Linked DNA regions of Mus musculus: all the other regions are linked to region 1. The links are chromatin contacts, called in public ChIA-PET and HiChIP or PLAC-seq maps. All regions are on one chromosome and are shown on one strand. Each heading gives the region's core, a stretch centred on a gene start, on an enhancer-like site or on the middle of the called end of the contact. The rest is flanking DNA. Distances are from core to core; before and after follow the strand shown.

Region 1 (2,894 bases), core at 253-2,752:
TTATAGCTCTGCTCAGAGATACTCTGGCAGTCCTGAGCCAAGGAATACCACAAAGTCCCACCCAGCATACAACCAACCTCACACAGGAAACTTACTGCAAGGGGAAACCCGCGGAGGGTGGCGGCCTCTGCTGGGGTGAAAAGCGGCAGAAGCTCAGCGGGTTTTGTATAGGGTTTCTTGGTGGGGCGGGACAGGCGATGAAGACAGAGCTTTCCAGGGTGTCCAGGGAGGGAGTGGTGGGATTTTTGTGGCCTGATTTTGGGGCAATTCTAGGGGTTGGTGGGAATTTTGTGCTCAGGGATTGGTGGGATTCTGTTTCTTGGCCCTGATTTTGAGCTTGGGGTCAAGATAGGGTCAAGGTTGCCTGGTCTGGGGGTCAAGTCAGGGTCACAATGTTCTTTCCCTTCACTTTTTACTCTCTACCATCTATATTTTTTGCTTTTAGAAAAGATTTTATGTGTCTCTGTGCATCTGTGCGCATGTGCCCCGGAGGCCAGCTCTGGAGGCTATAGGAAGGCAATCAGTCCTTTGGAACTGGACTCACTGTCTGGCCCTTGTGAACCTTTCAATGCAGGGAATCAAACTCTAGTCTTCAGGAAAAGCAGCAAGTGTTCTTAGAACCACGGAACCATCTCTAGCTGCCCCTTATTGTTAATTGTGAATTTCATATATCAATACCATGTTTTTTTTTTTTTTTTTTTTTTTTCCACCTGCCTCTGCCTCCCAAGTGCTGGGATTAAAGGTATACGCCACCACTGCCTGGCTTAGTCACATTTTCTTGTTGGCCTGAAGTCACCCAAGGAGGCTTGTTTGGATGACCCAAAATTTGCCTCTCTATTCTAGCCAGTGCTTTTGGTGTCTTTATACTGACTTTCCCCCTCCCCCAAATATGTACCCTGAAGATCAGCCCCTGCATACATACACACACACATACATACATTCATACATAAATACATACATACATACACACATACATATATACACACACAAGAGTTTACTTAGGGTAGCTTACAGGAACGTATGCAATTTACCACTGATTATATACCATTGAAGAAAATGCCTTTTCTTCCCTTTTACTAAGCCTATGGATCTTGGGGGTGGGGTGAATGGGGGTTTAAGTGAGTGAGGGGTGATGAGCCCTTTTCCCTAGCAACCGTTAACTGCCTACCGAACTGGGGGATGGGCAGGGCCTCAAGAACCTTTTCTCTTCAAGTGACTTTAAAAACCGACAGTTTTGTAACTCAGAGATTTACCTAGCGGGGAGGGGAGCGCAGCCAGGAATTTGTGACTTGATCCGCGGAACTACATGGGTTAATCAAAACGAGAAACTACATCTCCCGGTAGGCCTCGGGCAGGTGTTTCTCCTGCCCTTTCGTTGGTTCTGTGCTACCAATGACAGTTAGATATTTGAATAGACCAATAGTAGCATGGAACGGTTCTTATTTAGGCGGGGCCATAGGTTCGTCCAATCGTACAGGACTTAGAAAACCATCCTAGCCAATCTAAGGGCTAAGGGGCGGTGCCTGAGGCGGGGCTGCAGACCAAGCTGCCGCGGAAGATGGCGGCTGAGGCGCCGAGTGGAGGGGAGGCGCCGGTCTGCGACTCTGGCCGGAGGTGAGCCAAGTTTTCCGTCCTGCTGCCTAGGAGACGGGACTGTGGGCTAGCGATGTCGCCGCCCTGCCCTTGAGTCACCGTGGTCCACAGGCCCGGGCTTTGTTCCTCTCTCCCGTGGTGTCTACGCCGACGCGCCTGCGGGGGCTGAGGCGGGTCTTTGCGGTCCGTGCTTCCCGCTGCGCTGCTCTCCGCGAGTCCCACGGCCGTGTGTGGAGCCCTCCCGACGCTCTGGCTGCAGACCCCCGGGCCACGGTCATGGTGTCTGCCCTGGCGCCGAGCGTTTTGAGTGGCAACTGAAGCCCAGAGCGGTTTAGAGAATCCCACAACGCCCCGGGAGCTTTAAATGTCCTTCGTGACAGCCTCTGCGCTTTACTCAGAGCCGCGACTTGAGTGATGGTTAAAAGGGATTTTTGTCCCCTAAGCTGGCTGACCTTTCTCGGCTTCAGCCTTCTTCTGTAAATAAACATAACGATACTTATTTCAGAACCTGGACGGGATGACACAACCTATTTAAAGCGCATAGCACCCATCCTGGCAAACACTTCAAAATACGATAGATTTTTATGTTTCCTTGAAATTGTGATCTCATTTCTTCTTTCTGGAACGAGTACTGTCCCTGTCATAAAGTCGAGCCTTTCTTAACCGATTACAAACAAATATTTGGAGTCTGACACACTCCAATAGAATGAGATTACTTACATTGTCAGAGAGTATGATCAATGCTATGCTTTGGTACGGAGTTAGTACAGAACAGAAGAACCAAGAATTTTGGGAAACCGAGTTTGTGAGCCTGATTTTTCCTGAGCCCTGATGGGCTTGTGTGGGTATTGTTACTGTTTTGTATGGAGGAGTTTTCCACTCTTTGACCTTTTATTTCTCCCGGGAACTGTGCCCGTGGGTTGATAAATGTCATTAGATTATCTCTCCTCCGACTCGAAAATCCTGAATTGTAATGAAAATGAGGACAAATGAAATACTGTTCTACAGCAAGAGGACTTAGAATTCTTCCTTGAGGCTGCTGTCAACTGAATGTAAAATTTGAAACTGTTAACTATCTGACCAACACAGTTTTCTCTGAATCTGAAACCCTCTATTGTCGTTACTGAGACAGGTTCTTGCTAAGTACCTCGGCTGGACTGGAACTCCCAGTCTCGTTTCAGCTACCCGTGTACTTGTCAATTGCATATTGCAGGGGATTAGTCTGGGGGTTCTTGTGAGGCTTATTTATTTATTTATTTATTTTTGAAACAGAGTCTCTCATGTAATCCAGGGAACCCCAA
Region 2 (3,149 bases), core at 534-3,033, 180 kb after region 1:
CCCCGTGAATTTCCTGATTTTATTTCATTCTTTTTAAATGGCTGAGTAGTACGTCACTGTGTAAATGTACTACATACAAATCCCTAATTCTTTCATCTGTTGAGGGACATCTAGGTTGCTTCCATTTCTGGCTGAATAGAGCAGCCACGGACATAGTTGAGCGAGTGTCCTTGTGGTAGGATGCGGGGTCCTTCGAGCATATGCCCAGGAGTGGGTTAGCTGGATCTTGAGGTAGATCGATTCCCAGCTTCTTGAGGAACTGCCATATTGATTTCACGGCGGCTGTACAAGTTTGCGTTCCCACCAGCCGTGCTCCCCTTGCCCCACATCCTCGCCAAGATGAGCTGTCAGTTGTTTTATTGATCTCAGCCACTCTGACAGGTGTAAGATGGAATCTCAGGGTCGTTTTGATTTGCATTTCCCTGCTGACTCAGGATGTTTAACATTTCTTTAAGTGTTTCTCAGCCATTTGCAATTCCTCTATTGAGCATTCTGTTTAGAGCTGCACTCCATTTTTTAATTGGGTTGGTTTGTTTTAGTTCTTATATTCTGCATATTAGCCCTCTATCAGATGTGTAGCTGGGGAAATTCTTTTCCCGTTCTGTGGGTTGCCGCTTTGTCGGGATGATGGTATCGTTTGCCTTAGAGAAGCTTTTCAGGTCCCACTTGTTAATTGTTGATCTTGGTGCCTGAACTAATGGCGTTCTGTTCAGGAAGTCTTTTCCTGTGCCAATGAGTTCAACGCTGTCCCCCACTTTCCTTTCCAGGGTCAGACAGCACATGTCCTAAACGAGCAAACCTAAAGCTGTCATAACTAACTTTGATCCTATAGCTGTCTTTGGGAGAAAAAGTGCTATCAAGCCCGAGGCCAGATCTATTTCATAAGAAATCAGTTAAGGTCATTTGTCCATTAGCCTACCATCCGCTAATGTTAGTCAGCTCTCTATTACCATAGCAACATACCTGAGACAATCAACTTCATTTTTGCCTCACAGCCTCAGAGAATTCAGACCATAGTTGGGGAGCTATATTGCTTTGGGCCTGTGGTAAGGTTGCACATCATGTTGGGAACATGTGGATGATGAAGTTTTTGACCCCATGATAGTTGGGAAGAAAGGAAGAGGCGAGGCCAGGGTACAAACTACAGCATCTCCCATGTATCCATCAGAAGACATATGCCAGCTCAGGTGTCTAACCTGCAGTCCAACGCCAAAAGGCTACGTGTCTGTCATGGCTCGTGCCACAGCTTGCCAACACTGTCCTTTCATTGCTACAATCCTGCATTTTGCTGCCTTTATTCTGCTACAGACTAGAAAGCTTAATTTCTCAATGTTCATTGAGAAGTGGGCGTGAAAATTCAGTAGAAATGATTCATTACATCTTGCCACGCCCATATGATAAAACAGTGAGTAGTTAATGACTGTATGGCACCGTAATCTGTATTCAATGACATGCAGAATAATTAATGTGATACAAATATGAACATAAAAATTGATGGGGCCATGTATATGCCTGTGCTCCCAGGACTGAGAAGATGGCAAGTTATAGGCTACTTAACGGGAGCTTGTCAATGGACGAAAGGAAGGAAGGAGGGAAGGAGGGAGGAAGGAGGTAAGAAGAAATAGGAAGGAGGGAGGGTAGGAAGGAGGGAAGGAAGGAAGGAAGGAAGGAAGGAAGGAAGGAAGGAAGGAAGGAAGGAAGGAAGGGAGGAAGGGAGGAGAGAAGCAGGCAGGCTGGAAGGGAATATACTCAACTGAAGTTGATTCTATTTTAGGATGGATGATAGTTTTCTTCCGGCATTCCTTTGTGCTGAAGGCTTGTGCCCTTCCCGTGTGCTTGGCAGGCCTGACTCAGTTAATGCTGACTGACACAGCGAGTGGTTTGGGTGGCTAGTGTCTGGTCCAGCTCTGGAATTAATGGCTCCTGTTTCAGGGCACCGCTTTTGCAGCCTCTGGGTGCAGGGGATGAAGACAGTTCCACACACATAGAAACGCATGAATGGGTTGGGCAGGTAGAGGGTTTTACAGCTTGAGAATTATTCTGACCGCAGACAGGAGAGGCTGTTTCAGGCTAGGCTCCATTAATAGAGCAGGCATAAGCAGACCACACAGCTAATGTTTCAGTGCGCCCGAGTTATACTAATGACCAACAACACGGGGCTATTTATAATCTTGCCGGACGCCAGAGTGTGTTCCCAACCCACAGTCCTTTGGACTGGAAGAGAGCCTGGCTGCTGCCCTCCCCAGCTATGTCTCCCTGGGTCCTACCCATTCTCCACTTCCGGATAAACTCTCAGTTGTCTTTACTTTTTAAAAAGGTTAACGAATTAGTAAATATTCCGAGACTGGATCATACTACATAGCTAGACTGACCTGACATCTCTGGTCTTCCTACCTTAGCCTTCTGATTTTATTTCTTTTTAAAACTTTTGATTAAAATGTATAAGTAAGTTATGCCAGGCATGGTGCAGTGTGCCTTTAATCCTAGAACTCAGGAGGCAGAAGCAGGTAGATTTCTGTGTTCGAGGCCAGCCTGGTCTACAGAGTGGGTTCCAGGACAGCCAGAGCTATACAGAGAAACCCTATCTCAAATAAAACAACAAACAAAAACAGAGAGAGAGAGAGAGAGAGAGAGAGAGAGAGAGGAGAAAAGAGGAAAAAGGAAGGGAGGGAGTGGAGAGGGAGGGAGAGACAGAGAGAGAGAGAGAGAGGAGAAAAGAGGAAAAAGGAAGGGAGGGAGGGGAGAGGGAGGGAGAGACAGACAGAGAGAGAGAGAGAGAGAGAGAGAGAGAGAGAGAGAGAGAGAGAGGAAGAGAAAAACATATAAGTTGTGGTTCACATTGGCTTCTGTTGGACAAGATGGTTCCCAGGAGAAAGAGAGCGGTAGAAACTACCAGAGGGGGGACAGGTGGTTCTCAACTGGGAAGACCCAGCCTTGGGCAAGTGGAAGCTTAAAATGGTGAGTGAGGGGCTGACCTCTGCTCAGGACAGAAACAAATAACTGCATGTGGGATAAGCCAGGACGCTTGAGTGGCTTGTAGGAGACTTCGGCCCTGTGGTTTTGGGGAATGAACTGGGAAGGGACATTGAGATCCCAGGTGCGGCTCTGTTGATGTTTGTGGCATGTCTTTGAAGCTCTGAGTCACGTCA
Region 3 (3,195 bases), core at 129-2,628, 220 kb after region 1:
TAACCACTAGCTTTAGTTTAGAACACGGCAAACATTCAGACATACTACGCTCCAGACATTACAGACATCAGCTTAAAAGTACTTTGAGAACTCAATGGCTTTTAAGACAATTTCTCAGAAAGAACAATTGGCTGGAGAGCCACCAACAGTGCTCCAGAACAGGACACAAAGAGAAAGAAATTTCACAGTGGAGGGGCTATCAGCTTTGACCCATGCAAGGCAGAAGCATCCCCACAGTAGCCCACCACCGAGCTCCCCGAGAATATCCGAGAATATCACCAGGAAACATTTCAGTCTCACCAGCTGCTCTGCATGAAAGCTAAATCCACACTGGGAAGCTAAGAGGGAGGGAGAGGCCAACACTAGGTTCAAGACAGGGCACAAACATGGCCTGCGGGGATGGCCAGGGGTCTCACGGTGGCTTTGGGCTTTTGGATGCACAACTTTTACCGACATGGAAAAGAGCCCAGATTCTGAGACAACATCTCACACACACACTCTTCTCAGCCCCTCTGGCTTATGGACCTTTAGGAGACTATTATTTGATGGCATGTGAAACACGACAGAACACAGACGGTAGCTTCATGTGTGTTGAACATGTATTGATACGTCTTCTGGCTTACTCTTCCATCTTTGACTCTGACCTCATGGCCAGGACATGTCTTTATAGAAAGGTTTACCACAGACAGCCTGTGTCACCTGCCTTTCCACCTCCCACTGGTGGCAGAGTTACAGTAAAGGACATGGGAGCTGCAAAGGAGACATCTGACTGGACCCCTACTCTGACAGTACAGTCCCTCAGAACCTTAGCTGCACCTGCACACTGGGACTGAATGGCAGTATGCTGAGAGTCTGCACAAAAGCAGGGTTCAAATAGTTTTGGCTTCTGTCTGCCTTTTTAAAAAGAAACTTTTTATTCTTTGTGAATTTCACACCATGCAACCCCAGTCCCACTCATCTCCCTGTCTCTTTGTATCTACCATCTATCCTTGCAACCTCCCCTTTCCCAAGAAAAAAACAACAACAACCACCTCATTGCAGAAGCTGCAGTGAGTCATAGTATATCCTACGGTAAACCCTTCTGTCCACACATCTTTACTTGCAAATGCTCACTGCAGTGAGTCATTGGTCTGGTTCAAGACCTCTGTCTTCTGCTATTCTATGGATACTCTATCCTCACTATGGCTCCTCTCGGGTACCCTGTTGACTGTGTCATGGAGATCCTGCAGCTTTGGATCTGCAAGGCTGACCCCTTCACATGCTCCAGTAGTTCCTAGGGTGGGCCAACTCAAAGCCCTGAATCTGGGCCTGGGTGGCAGCCGTGTTGGTCAGCTCACCAGCTCTCCCTCACCCACACCACCAGGGTGAGCTTTGTGGCACTGCTCCAGCTGGCTCAGTCAATGCCTCAACTGGCAAGGCTGCCTCTGCCTCTGCCTCTGATGTGCTTGGCAAAAGCAGTCAAGGTTCTTGCTTGCTTCTCAGTGCGACCTGAAACTTTCTGTCTAGCTGAGACTAACCTTGAGCTCTACTCCTTCTCCAGCTTCCGTTGTCCCAGTGTTAAGATTACAGGTGTGTGCCCTCACAGGCAGCTTAACTTTTTTGGGGGGGGTTGTTTGTTTGTTTTGTTTTTTGAGACAGGGTTTCTCTGTATAGTCCTGGCTATCCTGGAACTCACTCTGTAGACCAGGCTGGCCTCGAACTCAGAAATCCACCTGCCTCTGCCTCCCAAGTGCTGGGATTAAAGGCGTGCACCACCACTGCCCGGCTTAGACTTTTAATTACGTTTATATCATGTATATATATCTCATGTGCACATGTGCCACAGCATACAGGGAGAAGTCAGAGGTCAGATTTTGTGAGCATGTGGGTCTCCGGGATTAAGCTCAGGCCGTCAGGCTTGGTGGCAAACACTTAGATACACTGACCATCCTGTCAGCCCCTGAATTTCTGAAAATATTTTGGTGTGTAATTCTTTACAGAATCATACCATCACTTAACACGCGTCTCTCTCTCCACTTGGCCTTTATTTCTCTGAGAATCAGTATTTACCCCCATCAGGACACAGAAGATGGAAGACAGTAGCTGCTGGAGATGGCAAATGATGTGTTCTTAGTAGATGTTTCAAAGCTCCGAATGTGACCTGTTTTGTAGGCAATTTGGATCCATAGGCAGAAACCTGGCAGTAAGTAGTGACCTTGGGGCTGAGAGACTGCACATTAACACTAACCTTTGCCCAGCTATCATTAAATAGCTAACTTTACAACTACAGCCATAAAGCTACTTTTGGCTGTGACTCCAAATTACTACTTACCACCCCCCCAAAGGTTTTAAAGAGAAATCTAATTTAGATGATTTTAATTTCTTACCATTCAGCTATTTAATGTTTAGAGTTAACCTCAACTTCCTGGTACTTAATTATATTGTTGCATTTTTCATGTTTGGCTTTAAAAAATGGTGTCAGTCTGATTTAAATTGGCTAAAGATCTACCTTTGCTTAGCAGTACTCAAGTTTCCCTGCATCTTTAACGGAGCCCAAATACAGCGCTTGCACTAACTTTGGTTACCCCTAGGCAACTGCTAATTGAACAGAGCAGAGATTCTGTCTTGTAGAGAATTTCCTCACTCTGACTCTGAAAAAGCATGACATTTTAGATCCGTAATTAGTCTGTGTCATATAGATTATTGACACCTGACTAAATAGGATCTTTACAAGAAATATATCGCAGACTTTGCAGTCCTCGGTCTGACTTCATGGTACGTCGAAATAACCTTATGCCTGCTCAATAGGAGGCCTATCTGTAATAGGGAGATGAATTATTTAGCAAGCAGAACACCACCACCAAAGCACATAAGATCATAGGGATTGGTAAACTGGACAGAGGCTATAAAAGAAGAGGAGAGCCTGACTTTGCAGCTCTTGGAATTGGTCCTGGGTTTATCTCCTTAGTGAGAAATGGTCTATGTAACCTTGATCACACAGTCTTTCCACCTTTAGCTTAATGCCTAATTCAGCAGGGTGTGGTAGAGGATAAGATAATATTCATAAAAACTGTAAAAGGCACAGTTTAAAAGCAACAGGTTGCTTCACAACCTTATCTTTAATGATTTACTCAATGGTGTTTTTCCAGATCAGAGGTTAGGCATAGCTGAACTCTCCTATTTAGTCAATACTGCAATACTTACATTCCTGAGGCT
Region 4 (3,273 bases), core at 4-2,503, 200 kb after region 1:
TCCTTCCCCAGACACCATCGCTCCCTATTGGCCGGGAGAAGCCGGTCCCTGGGCATGAGAGGCATGGACTGGCAGGTGATGTCACCTTTCCCCCAAGGCCTTGAGATGGCAGCTTGAGAGGCTGACTCGATGGTTCTCAGAGAGCCATGAGCCCCAGGCTCAACTTTACCTTTGACTTATTCAGTACCTTGCCAGCCAAGGGCCCGGTCTACGGCTCCCATCACCTGCTCACACTCAGACTTGTAAGGTCAGGTAAGAGGGTGACTCTGAGACCAGTCCTTTGAGAAACCATCTCCATGTTCTGTTCCCCTTTGGTAAAGATCTTCAGTTTGCTTTGTGGTCATCACTGGCTATTTCCATTAGACGTGCACAGCAGAGACCCAGCAGGGCAAGCCCTCAAGGAGCTGGTTACGTGAGCAGCACTGCTCAGGGCCCTGTGGCGATGCTAAGGAATGGGAAAGGACATCTTTGTTTTCTCTTTGCCTGCTGTTAGCCTAACCGTGAAAGTATCTCTTTATACAGAATACTTACAGATTCTAATATATATTTGTATTTCATTTTGTTATAGTATTTTTATATGTTAAAGTCAACCTCCAGTGTCTTGTTTTGATTTTCAGATGCTCTGTGGTTGTGACCTTTTGTTTGGGGTTTCTGTAGTCGTTTGAGTCAACTCTTAGAAACTGGCTTCAAACAGTCCCTGAGGGAGCTGCACCTGTCCTTTCCCCAGAAGTATTGTTTTAGGATATGTCAGTATTGTCTGCTGTCTTCCATGTGAACATGACATTGATTCATGGACTTTCTGCCTGGTCTCTTTCTTCATCAAAACGAGCCTGCTGCTACCAGCATTGACCTTCCCAGGGTGGGAAGGCCCTGGGTTACCACACTGACCACAGTCATCACAGCCTGCTGGGATGTTTGCCAACCTTGATGTGGCAAGGCTTGTTCATCAGGAAGGAGAGGGGTGTGTGACAAACTGGGGAGGCTTACTCTCATTTCCTGCCAAGTGTTTAAGTCACACTAATATTTTCAGCATTTGCCTACAGAGCCACTCACACATTTAACCAGACTCCAAGGGTCTTGGAGCATCCAAGCGGCCGTAGAAAGCAGCATGTATTCTCAGATAATCAATCCTAGAAGGGGCGTGTGTCCAGGCCAGTAAAGGGAGCCCATACACCAGACCAGAACACTGCACATAGGAAATGACATGAGTAACAGGATCTAAGTTTCTAAGACAGGGACCCGCCCCCCATAGGTCACCAAAGGAAGGATGTGCCAAGCCCTCCTCCATTGAGGCCAGAGCCATGAACTGATCTCACATAGGGATGTAGTGATGTCAAAAGGCTCCATTCTAAGAGCACATGACCACCTTGAAAGGGCACGGGAATGGTAACTCTGGTGCCTTCACAATAGCTGAGAATTTGGAGAGGAAGGGCATGCTGGAGAGCATGGTAGAGGAGAGCAAGTGAAACCCTGTAGGTCACAGGCTCAAGTGTATGGGGGAGAGGTAAGCCAGTGGTCAGCGCAACTTGGCCCATCATTTCTATTGCCACATCAGATTAAAGCAGTAGGTACCAACAGGGGCAAGTGGAAACAGTCACCGCTGGAGACTACGGCACATGAAGAACATTTTCCAGTCTATTTGTACCAGCTGGTTTTCACCATGACCTAAATTTCTTAGCTTCAAACAAAACACCAGAAACCAAAAACAAACCAAAAATAAAACACCCCCCCACAACAAAACTAGAGACCCCAATTTTTTGAGTGAAAAACTTATAGTTTTAAACTATTTTTTTAAATCCTGGGTTAAGTTGGGTGTGGTGGCGCACACCTTTAGTCCCAGCACTCGGGAGGCAGAGGCAGGAGGATTTCTGAGTTCAAGGCCAGCCTGGTCTACAAAGTGAGTTCCAGGACAGCCAGAGCTATACAGAGAAATCCTGTCTAGAAAAAAAAAATCCTGGGTTAAATAAACACATCTGTAGATTGGAAATTTACAACTTCATCGTTAAAGCAAACCCCGGGGTTGCTGGACAGTCACTATCAATTCCGTGAATATCCAGGATTGGTTCCCCATGGGTCTCCTGGGTCAACCATGACTTTGAACAGACTCACTTCCAGCAGATCCAACAAGTCAGATCGCAGAAGTCGTTCTGGCAAGTGCGAGGTTTGTTTTCTGTCACATTCCTGCTGGGGTCACAGAAGTGGACAGCACTTGGCTGGCTGGCTTGTCCCCTCCCTTCAGGTTGCACATCCACCTTTCCTGCCCCGTCCAGTGACTCCCACGATGCTTCCATTATATTTATATCCGTCCCCTGAGTAAGGTATAGCTCAGAGGGTCATTAATCGTTTAGGGTAGTGCCCAGCCCCATGGCTGACAGTCTGCTTTCAGCCACACACTAGTGAGGCAGGGGACTGTGCTGTACTGTCCCCTCCCCATCTGCAGTGACTACACAAACACACTTTAATATCAAAGAACTTTAATATGCTGCAATAAAATAAGCGCCTTGAAAAAGCTCACAGATGTCAAGGTTAGAGAAATCCCTCCCACACACCCTCTAGTTCCACACCCCTCCCCTCAAAACCAAACCAGAAAATCCTTCCAAGCCTGGACGTCGGTGTGGGCCCCCTTTATCAAGAACAAAAACACAGTTATCTATGTGGTCCATAGGAAAGCAAAACACAGAAGCCAGAAAGTCTACGAGATTCCAATATTTAAGAGACTTGGTACATACTCAAAGTTAAAATAACTCCAACTTTTATAGCTATACATACTGTTTTAAAGCAACTTAATATATTTTTAAATTTCATATATACACTCTCAAAGGTTCTTCAGGTGAGGTATGTAAACATTGTCTAATGAAAATTTTTCAATGTTTCAAACCAACAAATTCACAGCATACATTGAATTTCATCCATTAAAGACACAGTATTTTCCTACACTCACTAACAGTGGAATCCAGGCCCAGAGGCACGTGCTGTCCGGCCAGTGGCCATTTGCAGAGTCTTTTCGCTCCACTAGTCTGAAAGGCGCTGGGGTAAGGGAGGGTGGACCCTCCAGAGGCCCCGCCCTTGGGCTCCTGGAGCACTGGCTACGACTCACAAGACAGCAAAAAAGGAGCACATCCAAACACCTACAAGATTGACCTTGGCAACGCCACCGGGAGGGACCAGTAAAAACTTAAGGAACAGTGGAGACTCAGCTCCCTGAATCTGGAGCCGGATCCGTAGCCCCTGCCCTACACTCATTCTGAAGGGTTGTGGCCTAATAGAGGCAAA

What was found. ChIA-PET counts read pairs in DNA pulled down with a chosen protein or histone mark. HiChIP or PLAC-seq counts read pairs in DNA pulled down with a chosen protein or histone mark.
Region 2: a contact with region 1 is called in an HNF4G HiChIP or PLAC-seq map of pancreatic cancer cells. The contact joins the enhancer-like site here to the promoter of Arhgap19 in region 1. A contact is called at or near these places in 2 of 39 promoter capture datasets (the 3T3-L1 cell line and cranial neural crest), 1 of 484 Hi-C or Micro-C datasets (bone marrow-derived macrophages), 6 of 115 datasets of contacts at active chromatin or transcription factors (acute myeloid leukemia, bone marrow-derived macrophages, embryonic basal ganglia and 3 more) and 4 of 9 other capture datasets (embryonic stem cells, liver, macrophages and 1 more).
Region 3: an HNF4G HiChIP or PLAC-seq map of pancreatic cancer cells shows a contact between it and region 1. The contact joins the enhancer-like site here to the promoter of Arhgap19 in region 1. A contact is called at or near these places in 4 of 39 promoter capture datasets (the HPC-7 cell line, cranial neural crest, epiblast stem cells and 1 more), 2 of 115 datasets of contacts at active chromatin or transcription factors (bone marrow-derived macrophages and pancreatic cancer cells) and 1 of 9 other capture datasets (liver).
Region 4: an RNA polymerase II ChIA-PET map of memory CD8 T cells shows a contact between it and region 1, with 20 read pairs. The contact joins the enhancer-like site here to the promoter of Arhgap19 in region 1. A contact is called at or near these places in 7 of 39 promoter capture datasets (the C10 cell line, the HPC-7 cell line, cranial neural crest and 4 more), 3 of 115 datasets of contacts at active chromatin or transcription factors (effector CD8 T cells, embryonic stem cells and memory CD8 T cells) and 2 of 9 other capture datasets (liver and pancreatic islet).

What each region holds. Positions count from the first base shown.
Region 1 is chr19:41,800,692-41,803,585 of GRCm38.p6, reverse strand. It overlaps Arhgap19 (Rho GTPase activating protein 19), which reads left to right and starts at 1,502. Exons shown (of 12, transcript NM_027667.3): 1 at 1,502-1,614. The coding sequence starts at 1,559.
Region 2 is chr19:41,619,600-41,622,748 of GRCm38.p6, reverse strand. All of the region lies in intron 25 of Slit1 (slit guidance ligand 1), which reads left to right. Among named protein-coding and RNA genes, the nearest start is that of Gm52407, 17 kb to the right of the region's middle. Within about 2 kb of position 1,783, at least 13 of the 459 cell types and tissues checked have an H3K27ac peak or open chromatin away from gene starts, as enhancers often do. A contact at or near this core is called in pancreatic cancer cells, where this site is marked.
Region 3 is chr19:41,577,659-41,580,853 of GRCm38.p6, reverse strand. The region is part of intron 7 of Lcor (ligand dependent nuclear receptor corepressor); the gene reads right to left. Among named protein-coding and RNA genes, the nearest start is that of Mir8091, 9.4 kb to the left of the region's middle. Within about 2 kb of position 1,378, at least 18 of the 459 cell types and tissues checked have an H3K27ac peak or open chromatin away from gene starts, as enhancers often do. A contact at or near this core is called in liver and pancreatic cancer cells, where this site is marked.
Region 4 is chr19:41,595,346-41,598,618 of GRCm38.p6, reverse strand. It overlaps Lcor (ligand dependent nuclear receptor corepressor), which reads right to left. Exons shown (of 8, transcript NM_001370767.1): 8 at 2,458-3,273. It also overlaps a transcript of Slit1 not described here. Among named protein-coding and RNA genes, the nearest start is that of Gm52407, 7.0 kb to the left of the region's middle. Within about 2 kb of position 1,253, at least 100 of the 459 cell types and tissues checked have an H3K27ac peak or open chromatin away from gene starts, as enhancers often do. A contact at or near this core is called in memory CD8 T cells, where this site is marked.